Regions from separate parts of the Mus musculus genome. Here region 1 is linked to region 2. The links are chromatin contacts, called in public Hi-C maps. All regions are on one chromosome and are shown on one strand. Each heading gives the region's core, a stretch centred on a gene start, on an enhancer-like site or on the middle of the called end of the contact. The rest is flanking DNA. Distances are from core to core; before and after follow the strand shown. Region 1 overlaps Ank3 (ankyrin 3, epithelial). Region 2 overlaps Ank3 (ankyrin 3, epithelial).

Evidence for each region. Hi-C and Micro-C count contacts between places; a contact is called where the count stands out from the background.
Region 1: a Hi-C map of Sertoli cells shows a contact between it and region 2, with 2.4 times the contacts expected there. The contact joins two enhancer-like sites. A contact is called at or near these places in 3 of 15 datasets of contacts at CTCF or cohesin (the NIH/3T3 cell line, embryonic stem cells and stem cell-derived epiblast-like cells), 22 of 484 Hi-C or Micro-C datasets (the CH12 cell line, Sertoli cells, adipose-derived mesenchymal stem cells and 12 more), 7 of 115 datasets of contacts at active chromatin or transcription factors (bone marrow-derived macrophages, embryonic stem cells, extraembryonic endoderm stem cells and 2 more) and 1 of 9 other capture datasets (embryonic stem cells).

The regions. Positions count from the first base shown.
Region 1 is chr10:69,945,936-69,952,350 of GRCm38.p6, forward strand. It overlaps Ank3 (ankyrin 3, epithelial), which reads left to right. Exons shown (of 43, transcript NM_146005.3): 27 at 5,017-5,123. Among named protein-coding and RNA genes, the nearest start is that of Gm33361, 28 kb to the left of the region's middle. Within about 2 kb of position 3,371, at least 7 of the 459 cell types and tissues checked have an H3K27ac peak or open chromatin away from gene starts, as enhancers often do. A contact at or near this core is called in Sertoli cells, where this site is marked.
Region 2 is chr10:69,868,310-69,874,194 of GRCm38.p6, forward strand. It overlaps Ank3 (ankyrin 3, epithelial), which reads left to right. Exons shown (of 43, transcript NM_146005.3): 10 at 2,693-2,890. Among named protein-coding and RNA genes, the nearest start is that of Gm33416, 4.9 kb to the left of the region's middle. Within about 2 kb of position 4,137, at least 145 of the 459 cell types and tissues checked have an H3K27ac peak or open chromatin away from gene starts, as enhancers often do. A contact at or near this core is called in Sertoli cells, where this site is marked.

The DNA of each region.
Region 1 (6,415 bases), core at 2,121-4,620, 77 kb after region 2:
TTTACACTCTGGCCGAGTCTCTTATCAACCAATGAAAGACAAAGACACTGGGAGAATGGGGGAAAAAAAATGTGAAGGACCACAGGCCGGCAGATGTTGCCATGGAAACGATCCAGAGCAAAGTGTCCCCCTACACACATTGGGGGTCAGTTGCTGGAGGTTGGCTTTGTCTGTACCAAGTGGGCATGTAGACTAATCCCCTAAATACATGCACCCCCTGTGCCCATGGCCAGGAGGGTCTATAGGGTAGTCAGTACCCTTGCAGTAGCAGATGCTGTTAGGAGAAAATCTGCTGTCTCTATGAGCAGGCGCAGGCCTTAGCACAGGACCGTAGATGCTGGACCCCAGCCAGCCCTTCTAACTCCTTTCCTGAAATTAAAAAACAAAACAAAAAATAAAAAAAAACAAACAAACAAAACCCCTCAGATAGTGACACCACGTTTTCAGAGGTGTTGTGAAAACTGGGTCTGGAGAGCCCATAACCACCTTTGAGCCACCTCCAATAAGTTCACGGTAGCAAGGGTCATCTCCCATAGAAAGTGCCAACAGGCGCTGCCAAATCCAGCTACAGGCGGCTCAGCCCCAAAGCTGCACTTTTTCACTAGATACCACCTCGGTCCCAATAGATCTAGGAGCTGAGGCTCATGTAGCCCATGCTAGCCTGCGACTCACGTCCCAATTGAGGGTGACCTTGAACTCCTGATCCTCCAGCTTCCACGTTCCAAATGTCAGAATTACAGGTGTGTGCCATTATGCCAGGTATATATGGTCCTGGGAGCCAGACCCAGGGCTTCACGCATGCTACGCAAATGTTCTGCCACTGAGCTGCGTCCGCAGCTACTGCTTCTATTTTAATGGTCACCCAGCGATGTGCTCTGCTTAGTCCTTTAAATGGGAGCCATAGTGCCCCTGAGCATTGATGGTGAGGACAGACACTCTGAAAGGAATACTGTTTGTTTATAAAATAAGTAGATGCTGGCATGTCTCTGCTCAGTTTTCCCCAAACTCTAGCCTGTAAGTATGTGGAGACAGTTGGAAAGGAAATTACCAATTCATGATCTGCCTATAAAACCGTAGGTTTGCCTGAGTTGCTGTTATTTTGCTTCAGAAACCGCCCCTACAGTAAGAACATTCTGGCAGCTCATATTTAAGTTATTCGGACTCAGGGCCACTCATAAACCTGAACCAACCTCCACGAAAGAGAAAAGGGGACTCTGAGGAGAAACTGTTCTGGCAGCCAACATTGGCTTGAAATGCTACCTTTCAGAGGCACGGCAGCACATTCTAGCTCCCTGGGATGGCCAGGTGTACCATCTGCTCAGCTGTGGTGTGACTAGGCTCTGATGGGCTGCAAAGAGCTAGGGGAGGCAAGGAGAGAAAGCAGATCCAAAGGGGGTTGTCGGATCCTGGCAAGTTGGCACATCCTGCCTCGTGAATATTACATGCCGGTGGGATACCTTTCTGTGTGGTATAATTCCTGGTTTTAATTATTAATGTCACCAGTAAGTTTCTCAGAGTACTGAAGGTAAATAATTTACTGTAATTAACAAAGAGGTGAAAGATTATTAATTTATCAGACTTTAAAAAAAGCACTCTAAAGGTCTAAATGGAAAATCACTCAAGGGCCTCAGACATACAGCTGTAATTTGTCCCCACAACCACACACATGCGCGCGCGTGCGCGCGCGCGCGCATACACACACACACACACACACACATGCTCCTCACCAACATCACCAAAAATACTAAAGTAGCTTTGCATTCAGTCCCTGGTCCCAGTGTGACAGTTGGCTGCTGCTGGTGTCTGTAAAAGCTGGTCTAAGTGGTTAGCTGACTGAACGTGAGTTTCTCCAGTGGTTCATTGCTCTCCAAAGTTAATCTCAGCTCTGTCCAGTCGTATTAGATTATTTGTTTGTTTGTAAGATTTATGTTAGCTGTGCTCCTGAGTGTATATACCTGTACCATGTATGTACAGTCTTTGGAGGCTAGAAGAGGGTGTTGGATCCTCTGGAACTGGAGTTACAGATAGCTTCAAGCCACCGTAGAGATGTTAGAAATCAAACCTGGGCTCTCTTGCAAGAACAGCCAGTGCTCTTAGCTGCTGAGCCTTTGCTTCAGGCCCAGCATCAAATTCTAATCACACATACACACACACATACCCACACACACATACACATACACACACACACACACACGCACACACACACATACCCACACACACATACACATACACACACACACACACACACGCACACATACACATACACACACACACACACATACACACACATACACACACACACACACACACACACACACACACACACACACTGTCTTCTCTTGTTAAATGCAGTGATACCTATCCCTCATTCACTTTGGCATTTTCCTAGGACCTAAACCATGACTCAAATAGACTCAGTTGCTCTACAGACTATCTGTTTTAAATGTCAGAGCTGTTATGCCTTTTAAGGCTGAGGACATAGCTCAATTCACTAAAGGACTTGCCATGCAAGTGGTGAGAACCTAAGTCCCCGCCCTAGAACCACATAGAAAGTGAGGCTTGGCAGCTCGATTGTATTGCCAGTGCTGAGGAAGACGGGAGGAACAATCCTGGAGGTGTGCTGCTGGTTAGCCAGCTTAATCAAATTGGTAAGCTCCAAGCCAGAAAGAGATTTGTTTTCCATCCCAAAACCACCAAGATAGACAATTCTTGAAGTACAATACCCAAGGTCATCTCTTTCTCCTTCCCTTTCCCATTTCCCTTCCCCTCCCTCCTCCCCCTCCCCCTCCCCCTCCCCCTCTTCCTTTCCCTCTCCTCCTCTCTCTCCCTCTCCCCCTCCCCCTCCTTCTTCTCCTCCCTCTCCCCCTCTCCCCCCTCTTCCTCCCCCTCTTTCCTCCCCTCCTCCCCCACATGGACCTACTTGTACACACACAAATAGTCTGAGTCATTTGGGGTATATTTGTAAGTCAGGGGTTTTGTTGTTTATTTGTTGGCTGGCTGGTTTTGTTTGCTTTGTTTTTGAGGCAAGGTTTCACGTAACCTAGGCTAGGCTCAGAGTCACTCACTATGTATCAGAACACGACCTTGAGCCCCTGACCTTCCTCCGGTGCAATGGTTTTCAACCTTCCTTATTCTTTCCCTTAATACAGTTCCTCATGTTGTGGTGATCTCCCCCAGCCATAAAATTATTTTTGTTGCTACTTCATAACTGTCATTGTGCTACTGTTATGAGTTGTAATGTAAATATCTATGTTTGCCAACAGTCTTAGGGACTCTTGTGAAATGGTTGACAACCCCCTCCCCAGACATACACACATCCCCTGGTTCCCTAAGGGGTGTGTGGCCATCTCTGTCTCTAGGCTCTGAAATTCCATGCTGATGCAGCCCTAGTGGTCTCAGAGGGGGATCTCACTCCTTGTCACATAGTAGATCCTCTTACACTGAGAACATGGGCTTCAGAACTGGGAAAGGACCTTGAGTTGTTTCCTTATTATCTTCTGTTTCAAGTTTCTCTCTCTCTCTCTCTCTCTCTCTCTCTCTCTCTCTCTCTCTCTCCCCTTCTCTCTCTCTCTCTCTCTCTCTCTCTCTCTCTCTCTCTCTCTCTCTCTCTCTCCCCTTCTCTTTCTCTCTCTCTCTCTCTCTCTTTCTAGACGTGTTGATTGGTTTGTTTATGGAGCAGGATTTGAAACTCTAGTGTTGATCTTTGATTTCCTCTATTTTCTCAGCTTTTTAATTTTAATGTTATTTGAGTATGCATGTGTGCATGTGCACGCCCACGTGTGTGTGTGTGTCTATGTGTGTGATGCCTGCGCACATGTAGTGTGTCAAGTCTTCTCTTTCTACCTCCAATCTCTTTGTGGGAGTGCTGGGATTACAGGTGTGTGTACTGCATCCTGCGTTGAGCTCTGGTCAGCAGGCTTGCATAGAACTTCTACTACTGAGCCACACCTCCTGCCCTGTATGGCCATTTTAATTCAATCAAGTTTTTGATTCAATGAGGGAAGTACTTCGGAGCTTGTGAATCTCTGTTTGACATGCTGGCACGATCTTTGGGCCCATTTTCCAGTATAAATTCTATGACTTCATCCACTTTCTTGTGAGACTGTTGACGCCTCCCCTCTACATGGCCCCACAATTCAGCTTGTGTCCTAGAAGACATGTATCATGCTTGAGGCTGCCTGACTGTCTGTCAGAACCTTAGTGGGCTTTCTCCTCTTCAGCAGCTATCTCTGTAGACATGAACACTCGTTCTATCTACATTTACAACAGACAAACATTCCCAATGGCAGAAAGTCAAGTCCTCGCTCTCAGGTCTCTGACTCTCTGGAGTTTCGCTCTCGGTGCACATTGCCCTCTGCTACTTCAGTCTATGTTTTAATCAGGCTTTCTTGTTTCGAGGAAGACTTTGTCAGCCATAGGACCCATAGGTATCAGAGTCATCAGGACTGAATTTTGAGAACAGGGAGAAAATTTTAATTTGTAGGATTATTTTGGACCAGAAGTGAACTTGCCGAAAAGCATGTAAATTAATTTCTTCGTGTTTCCTGTACTATGCAGATGATACCAGGCTGCCTTCTTAGTATCTTCATATGTAGTATTTTATCAGTACACTATGTTGGTTCTTTTTAAAGGTTCCTCTTTTTTTTTTTTTTTTTTTTTTTGAATTTCAGAGCTTTATTGGATAGGACAGAGGGCCACATTTCTGCCTGCTCACCCCTAAACTGTAATTGCGCTGAGATCCCTGGTGATCTTCCTCATGACCTCCATTGGCGTCTGAAGAGAGTATGACCAGGAAAGCTCAAAGCTTCCTTCCTTAAAGGTTCTTCTAAGCGGACCCAGATGTAGACCTCATGAGCAGGACTTCCAAATTTATTACATTGACTGTTTATAAACAGGCTTATAAAGGAATGCAGATGAGAAAGCCGGTGTGTCTGTGTGTGGCTGATGTCTTGTGTGTATGGAGAAAACCTGTGTGTCACGTGTGTGGTTGATGTCACGTTCTGCTTTGTTTTTCAGCACCTGACGTTCACGAGGGAGTTTGATTCTGACTCCCTCAGACACTACAGTTGGGCAGCGGACACGTTAGATAATGTGAACCTGGTCTCAAGCCCGGTGCATTCTGGGTAAGTGCCCACGTGACATTTCTCTTTATTCCGTTATGCTCCATTGCATTTATTATTTAGAGTTATCCATGCATATTGAACACCTCCATACCTACGGATATATTCACCTGTGCAATATATGCTCATTTGTGAGAGTGTGTGGTTTGCATTTGTAAATCATGTAAAAGTATTTTGGGGACAAGTCTGTTTTTATTCCTGAAAGCAGAGTATCAGAAAAACCATTGATTGTTGATAACAGCAAAATTTCCTGGCTGTTGTGATCATTAAATCTTTAAAAAAATTTTTCCAATGGAAAAGATTTTAACACAATGTTATTTTTCTTAAATTTTTTTCTCAAATGAGGCTTCCCCCCCCCCCATATGTATCTGACTTTTTTTTCTTTACCATAAAACCATTATTTAGAGATAGGGAAGTGGTTCAACCAGTAGAGTGCTTGTCACACAAGTGTGAGGACCTGGGTTTGAGTCTCCAAAACCTGTGGGCATGGTGGCTCAAACCTGTAACCTCAGAGCTGGCGAGGCAGTGCAGACTGGCAAATCACTGGGGTCTGCAGGCCAGCTATTCCAGCCTAGTGGATCCCAGCCAAGTCAATGAGGGCCACCTGTCTCAAAGACCAAAGTAAACATGGCCTGGGAATCAGCTCGGGAAGTTGGTCTCTAGTTTCCACATGAGCATACACACAGGAACATGCTTAGCCACCTATGACTGCGTGCATCTACACACATGCACACACACACACACACACACACGTACACACACACACACACACACACACACACACACACACGTTCACACACACGTTCACACAAACATCAACTGTATTATTGATTCGCCTCACAAACTGACTCAGTGTCCCCTGTAAGCAGGCCACTCTGCTGTTGGTCTTAGTTTCCTGTTGTTTGGCCGTTCTTAATAGATGGTTTGTTTTGTGCCATGCCCCCCCCCCTTTTTTTTTGAACTATAAACTTGAAAGTTTCCAATTGACTTTGGTACCTTTTGCATTCCTGAAGAAAAGTTGCAATTATGTAGTATTATGTTATAATTAGAAGGAAAAAAAAGACTCTTTAAAAATAAAATATATATATATATATACTTTTAAAATGTCACATACCAATATATACCCGAGAAGTGCTGATAAGAACCACATAAAGAGTTTCTCATCCCTGTCTCATATCAGAAGACTGAATAGTGGCCCACTGTGACAAATGAATTGGTAGTCAATGTATTTTTAGATGCTGGAGTCTTTAGTGGGTAATTTACTGTGAGATCATTGATGGATAGCCATATAAATG
Region 2 (5,885 bases), core at 2,887-5,386:
TGCCCGCCCTTTCCAAATCCCGCAGTCTAGGGGAACCTCATGTCAGCTCACAAAACCAAATGTGCATCTCTCTCCTTGTTTCCATGTTTAACAGTGACAAGGGCAACTTAAAATTGGTCATAGCAAGGAGCCTACACACCCTAGGCGTTGAGCTCTGGGGTGCCCTGAGAGCTTTGTCATTTCAGAGGGCTGGTTGTTAAACCTCATTCAGCATGCTCACGTACAGGTGTGCATGTGCCCAGGATCCCTCGGGGAGCCTGAAGCTCATTCCTAAAGCCGGGCTGGGTGGCCAGCAAGCTCCAGAGAGCTTCTCACCTGTCCTTACAATGCCTTGGCAGGCACGTGCTGCCGCGCCTGGCTTTTTATGTGGGGATCAAACTCAGGTCCTGAAGATTGTGTGGCACACATTTTGCAAATTCCACCACATCCCTGGCCCACCCACCAAACAGACCTTTCTGATTGTCTGTCTTACCTGTGCTCACCATGTCTTTAAGTCAGCGTCATCTGGGCAGGGTTCATTCCCCATCGGTGCTCCTTACACCATTTAGAGAGAACCTCTCTGCTGCTGTTGGTACATGCTTGCTACCTGGCTTTCGTTGATAGAATGAACGTCAGAACGTTTTCTTGTTCAGCCCAAGTTCTTAGATTAGTACACAGCACTTATGAAGACACTAGATAATCTGTACTGAGAGAGAAGTCACAGATTGTTGTAAGCCTAGCTTTAAGGCAATCTGTCTGATCCCTTAAGCCTTTTTTATATTGCTGAGCTAAGAAAGCCTATCACTCCGGAAGCCATCCTTCAGTCACCATATCCAATATGAGCCCTTTCCGTTGGGCCACTTGAATTTTTTGTCTTCGTCTCTCTGTCATTCCCTGTGACACTGAGTTAGTTTTCCAGCCATACATCATTATTCTATACATCATTCGTGAGTGTTCTAGTTTCCACTTTCCTGCTGTGATAGAATATTCTGACCAAAAGCCATTTGGAGAGGAAAAGGTTTATTTGGCTTACACTTCTAGGTCATCCGCTTGCTTGCTATCTCAGGCCTATGTGTACCTAGCTTCCTCATACCACTCAGGCCCACTTGCCTAGGGAATGGTGCCACCCACAGAGGGCTGGGCCTTCCTATGTCAGTTGCCAATCAATACAATCACCTGTAGACATGCCCGCAGGCTAAGATGATTTGGACAGTCCTACAGTTGAGAATTCGTGCTTGGGCAACTCTAGGTATATCAAATTGATTGTTAAGTCTCATTAGGATGGAGCCTCTTTTTGTTTTTGACAATGTTTCCCACTGGCAGGCTCCGAGAAGTCCTGTGTTCTCTGAGATTTGTTTACTTTGCACTTCCTCTAAGACTACAGGAAAACATAAAGCAAAGGAGGATTTGGTGGAAGTGAGGGAGGATCTGTGTGGGGCAGTGTCAGATGGGAAATGCCCCAGCCCTTGGCGACACCTTTAGTGTCTCCTTTGGTTCAGGATAATAGAGGAGAATGCTTGAGGCAGGAACATTCCAACTCCCCAATGGCTGCCCAAGTGTTTAAATTCATCTCAATATTTATTACGCTTATATCCCCTTTTCTATCTGCATAACTCCGCTAGGCAGTATAGGAAAATACTATCATAAATCTCTTGCCTTTAAGGAATATGGGTATCTGAAATATGTAGCCATTTGTGGTAGTGAGATGGCTGAGTGATTTCACATTGCTTTGTCTATGAATGTTTCCTCTCATGCCACAATAAATGTAGGGGGGATAGCTGGTCTTGGAAAAGTCAGGTGTTCCTGGATCCCCTGGGCACACGTCCCAACATTTTTTGAAAACAGAATTTGTTGTTATCATAGAGGAAACGGCTTATTTGGCTTATTTAATGTGCTAAATTATACTATTGGTAATTTAGACCTCCCTTGTGGTAAATGAGCCTGCTGAGACTCTCTGGGCTCTCCCACTTTGCTTCCATACGTAACAGAAGCTCGAAAGGACTCACGTTAGCCTGCTTGGCCTTGATTCACGTATCCAACCACTGAGGGGTGACTGCCATTCTTCACAATTTTCCCTTCAGTGCTGGAGATGGACCCTGAGGGCTCCTATATTCATTTCTTCTCTGAGATCTTGAAATAAATCTTCAATCTTCATGCTGCCCGTGACTATTATTAAGCCAGGATGATTTAAGCTGCGGACTCTTCACTGGGTCAGTGGCTTCCTTTTACTTGCTGACGCATGGGGGCGCCAGACTTCTAGAAATGGATGAAGGTTTCCCTGCCACAGGGTAGTCTTGTTTCTGAAGCTCGGTAATGTTCTGCAAGGGCAAAAAAACAGCAAGAGTCCAGTGATTAGGAGTTGGCTTTCACTATTTTTTTTCTTGCATTTTTAAATGATAAATCCTACTGGGAATATAGTAACTTCTGGCCCCTGGTACAAACCATATAAGTTTTAAACTGGGGAAAGAAACTACCCTGGACTATTTTTTTTTCTTTAACACAAGAAAGAAAAGTTTTCTTTTTAAAGCAGGAGCCGTTCAAAAGGATTGTCAGTGCCTTTTAAAATCGTAAGGTATTTCCAAATGAAGCATCAGAGTTTTTAACATGTTCCTGTTTGTTCTGTTATTTGCCTCATTTGAGCTAAAAAGAAAAAAAAAAACAAAAAAAACAAAAAAACAAAAACAATGAGTCCTCTTCCCCTTCCGTGTTCCAGAATGGATTGTCGCCACTGCACATGGCCACACAAGGAGACCATTTAAACTGCGTCCAACTCCTCCTCCAGCACAACGTGCCCGTGGACGACGTCACCAACGACTACCTGACTGCCCTCCATGTGGCTGCCCACTGCGGCCATTACAAAGTTGCCAAGGTTCTTTTGGATAAGAAAGCTAGCCCCAATGCCAAAGCCCTGGTGAGTAGTCCTGCCATCCAACCCAAGCGAGGGTCTTGCCAGCGGCACATGATGCATCGCGTGTGGAGGGATTGCTCTTCCAGAGACAAAGACGGAATGCCCATTAAATCACTGTACTTTGTTAATCTTTCCAAATGTCCTTGGGAGTAGACAAAGCCTCCTGTGCTGGTGGGAATAAAGCTGACAGTGCAAAACGGCTGGTTCTTCAGGGCCCCACTCAGGTTCCTCTTACCTGAGAGAGAGCCTGACATTAAACGGTTATAAAAAAGACCGACCTGAACAGCTTCATTCACCTCACTGCGGTAATGTTATGATTCCTCCAGTTAGAGGGGTTTTGTTGTTTTCTTTCTGACGTATAGAATCTTGAAGCAAACTAGACATGACTGCCAGCCCTTGTAAGGCTGAGTCAGGAGGATTACTATGAGTTCAAAATCAGCCTGATCTACAGAAGGAGACTTTCTTTCAGATAAAAATAATGATAATGTACATATGTATGAATGATATGTATGTATGTACATATATATTATACATTTATACATGCATGTGTATATGTGTGTGTGTATGTATGTATACACACATATACATACATATATACATTATACATACATGCATATAAACAGACAGCTGGGCATAATGTCAAGAGCAGGAGAGCTCTGAGTTTGAGGCCAGCCAGGTCTGGCTAGTCCCAGGCTAGCCAGAGCTACATAGTGAGACCCTGTCTTAAAAAATAATAATACTATTTGTCCAAGAATTTGTGAGCTTAAATGATATTAACCTTTGTTGTTGTTTTGTTTTTTAATAAGACAATGCTTGCTATTGTTAAAGTAAATAACCCTTAGTACGGTTGAAATAAATAATCCCTAGTAAAGTGTTGACATTTCATTCAGAGTAAGCCCAGGCACTCAGAGAAAGAACGAAAATGCCCAGTCCCGGGGAAGACGTTGATTGACTAGTGATTTTGAGGTATAGGTTGACTCCAGCCAACCCTTCCTGGCAGGCTTCTGCTTCCCTCAAACGCTGCCTTGTGACCTTGCCTTCAGAACCTCTGTGCCTCTGCCTCAGGGGGGCCTGAAATTCAGTGGAGAGGAGGGAGCTTGGCACTCAGTACACAGCCGGCAGCGCCTTGGTCTTTGGAAACCCAACAGCGTCTACCAAAAAAAGTATTTTAGGAGCTGCTGGCCTGCCCAGTGTGTCAGAAGCCTCTGCCTTCTGAGAAGGGAGGGGACCTCTGAATGGCCATGAGTCACTCTTTTTCCATAGGAGAAAAAAAAAAAAAGTAAGGCTCTAAAGCAGGACGTGGCTTAACTTTCATTTTCCTATGACTCAAGTTTTCCCAACAGAGGGACATTGTAGTCAGTTACCCTGGGATGGATTATAGCCAAAAAGGAAAGAAAGAAAAGATAAGAAAAGCATTCCTGGGACCTGCCCAGGGGCACCTGCTGTATCTTTGTGTGGTGAACCTCCGTCTTTGTACGGGTCCCTACTGACGGCTGAAACAGGCGGCCCAGTCTCAGCTGTTGGACAGAGAACGGTTGGGTGGGTAATTTGTTTAAACGCCAATTCTTTTATGAGAGTAAACCTTTGAGCAAATGAGCTGCACGCCATTGAGTCACCTGAGATCCTGGGTCCTTAGAGTAAGCCCATGCTCGAGCCTTTTGGTTTGGTGTGGTTTTCGCTTTTGCTTTTTTGCGATAGGGTCTCTCTGAATAATCCCGGTTCTCCTGGAATTCACTGTGTAGACCAGGCTGGCCTCGAACACAGAGATCCACCTGCCTCTGCTGGGATTAAAAGCCTTGTGACACCACTGTCCCTCTGCTGCTGCGTGTTTGAGTCTTAAGAAAGGAAACTCTCTGGAGCTTGTCCTGAGAATGTCCTGTCACACAGGGGACAAGTCTGAGCAGGCCTTGGCAAAGGTTGACTGTGCAGACAGACTTGATGCTTGTGTTTTCCCCAGCTGTATTTGAAGTAAGCTCCTTAATTCAACCCATAGAGGGATGGGAAGGGCTCAGTGAACACACTCTGGTCCTTTACAACGGAGTCTCAGAAGGCTCGGGCTAAATGCCTGGGAACCCAGGTACAAGGCAGGACACCTCTCTCGGAAGCAAACCCATCCTCTCCGGATTTAGGAGTTTGATGTTCTGAGTTTACAAATCCGGACAGCGGTGCTTTATAAGGCTGTGTTTCTTGTACAAAGTTGTCCAGAGGCAGGAAGAGAGTGGGTGCTTTGAGTGAAATAAAAGAAATAAAAAGGAGAGGAAAGGACATGACCGCTCCTAGGTATGGTGGAGGAGAAAGTTTATTATAGATATAAGAGAGACACAGAGGCAGACTCGTCTGGTAGAGACTTGAGTGGTCATGACCCTGACCACCTGTGGGACAGGAGAAAGGAGAGAGGGAAAACAAGTATAATAGCCAGGAGGACAAAGGTACAAAAGGAGCAAAAGGGGGTGGGGGAGGGGGAGGGGGAGAGGATTATACAGGGGAGAGCCTCTGGGGTAAGGGCAGCCCAGCCCCTAGGCTGGAAAGTTCAGGATAGAGGGCAGAGTATGCCAGCCATACCCTGAAACAGGTAGGGACTGAAGGATGCTGGGAGAACCTGGAGGCCAGGTCCACTTTGATTGTTAAATAGGCACCTTAGCTGCTTGTCCCAGGTTTGAAACCTTAACACACACTTGCATCATAGTAAGTCAATCAAGGATAATATGAAGGACCAACTGGTCAGAGTGGGGTCAGGCCGGTTAGTGGTGGAACAAACACTTAGAGACAGCCCCACAGGTAAGACAAAGGATATCAGCTAGGGCAATGGCACATGCCTGCTGTCCAGACCATCCAAAGGAAAAAGTAGGAGGGCTGGAGACATGGCTCAGTGGTGAAGAATGCTGACTGCTCTCTTAGGGGACCCGGGTTCAATTCCTAGCACCCGCACAGCAGGTTACAACTATTTGTGACTCCAGTTCCCAGGGATCTGACTTCCACAGAGCAGTGTGTACACCTC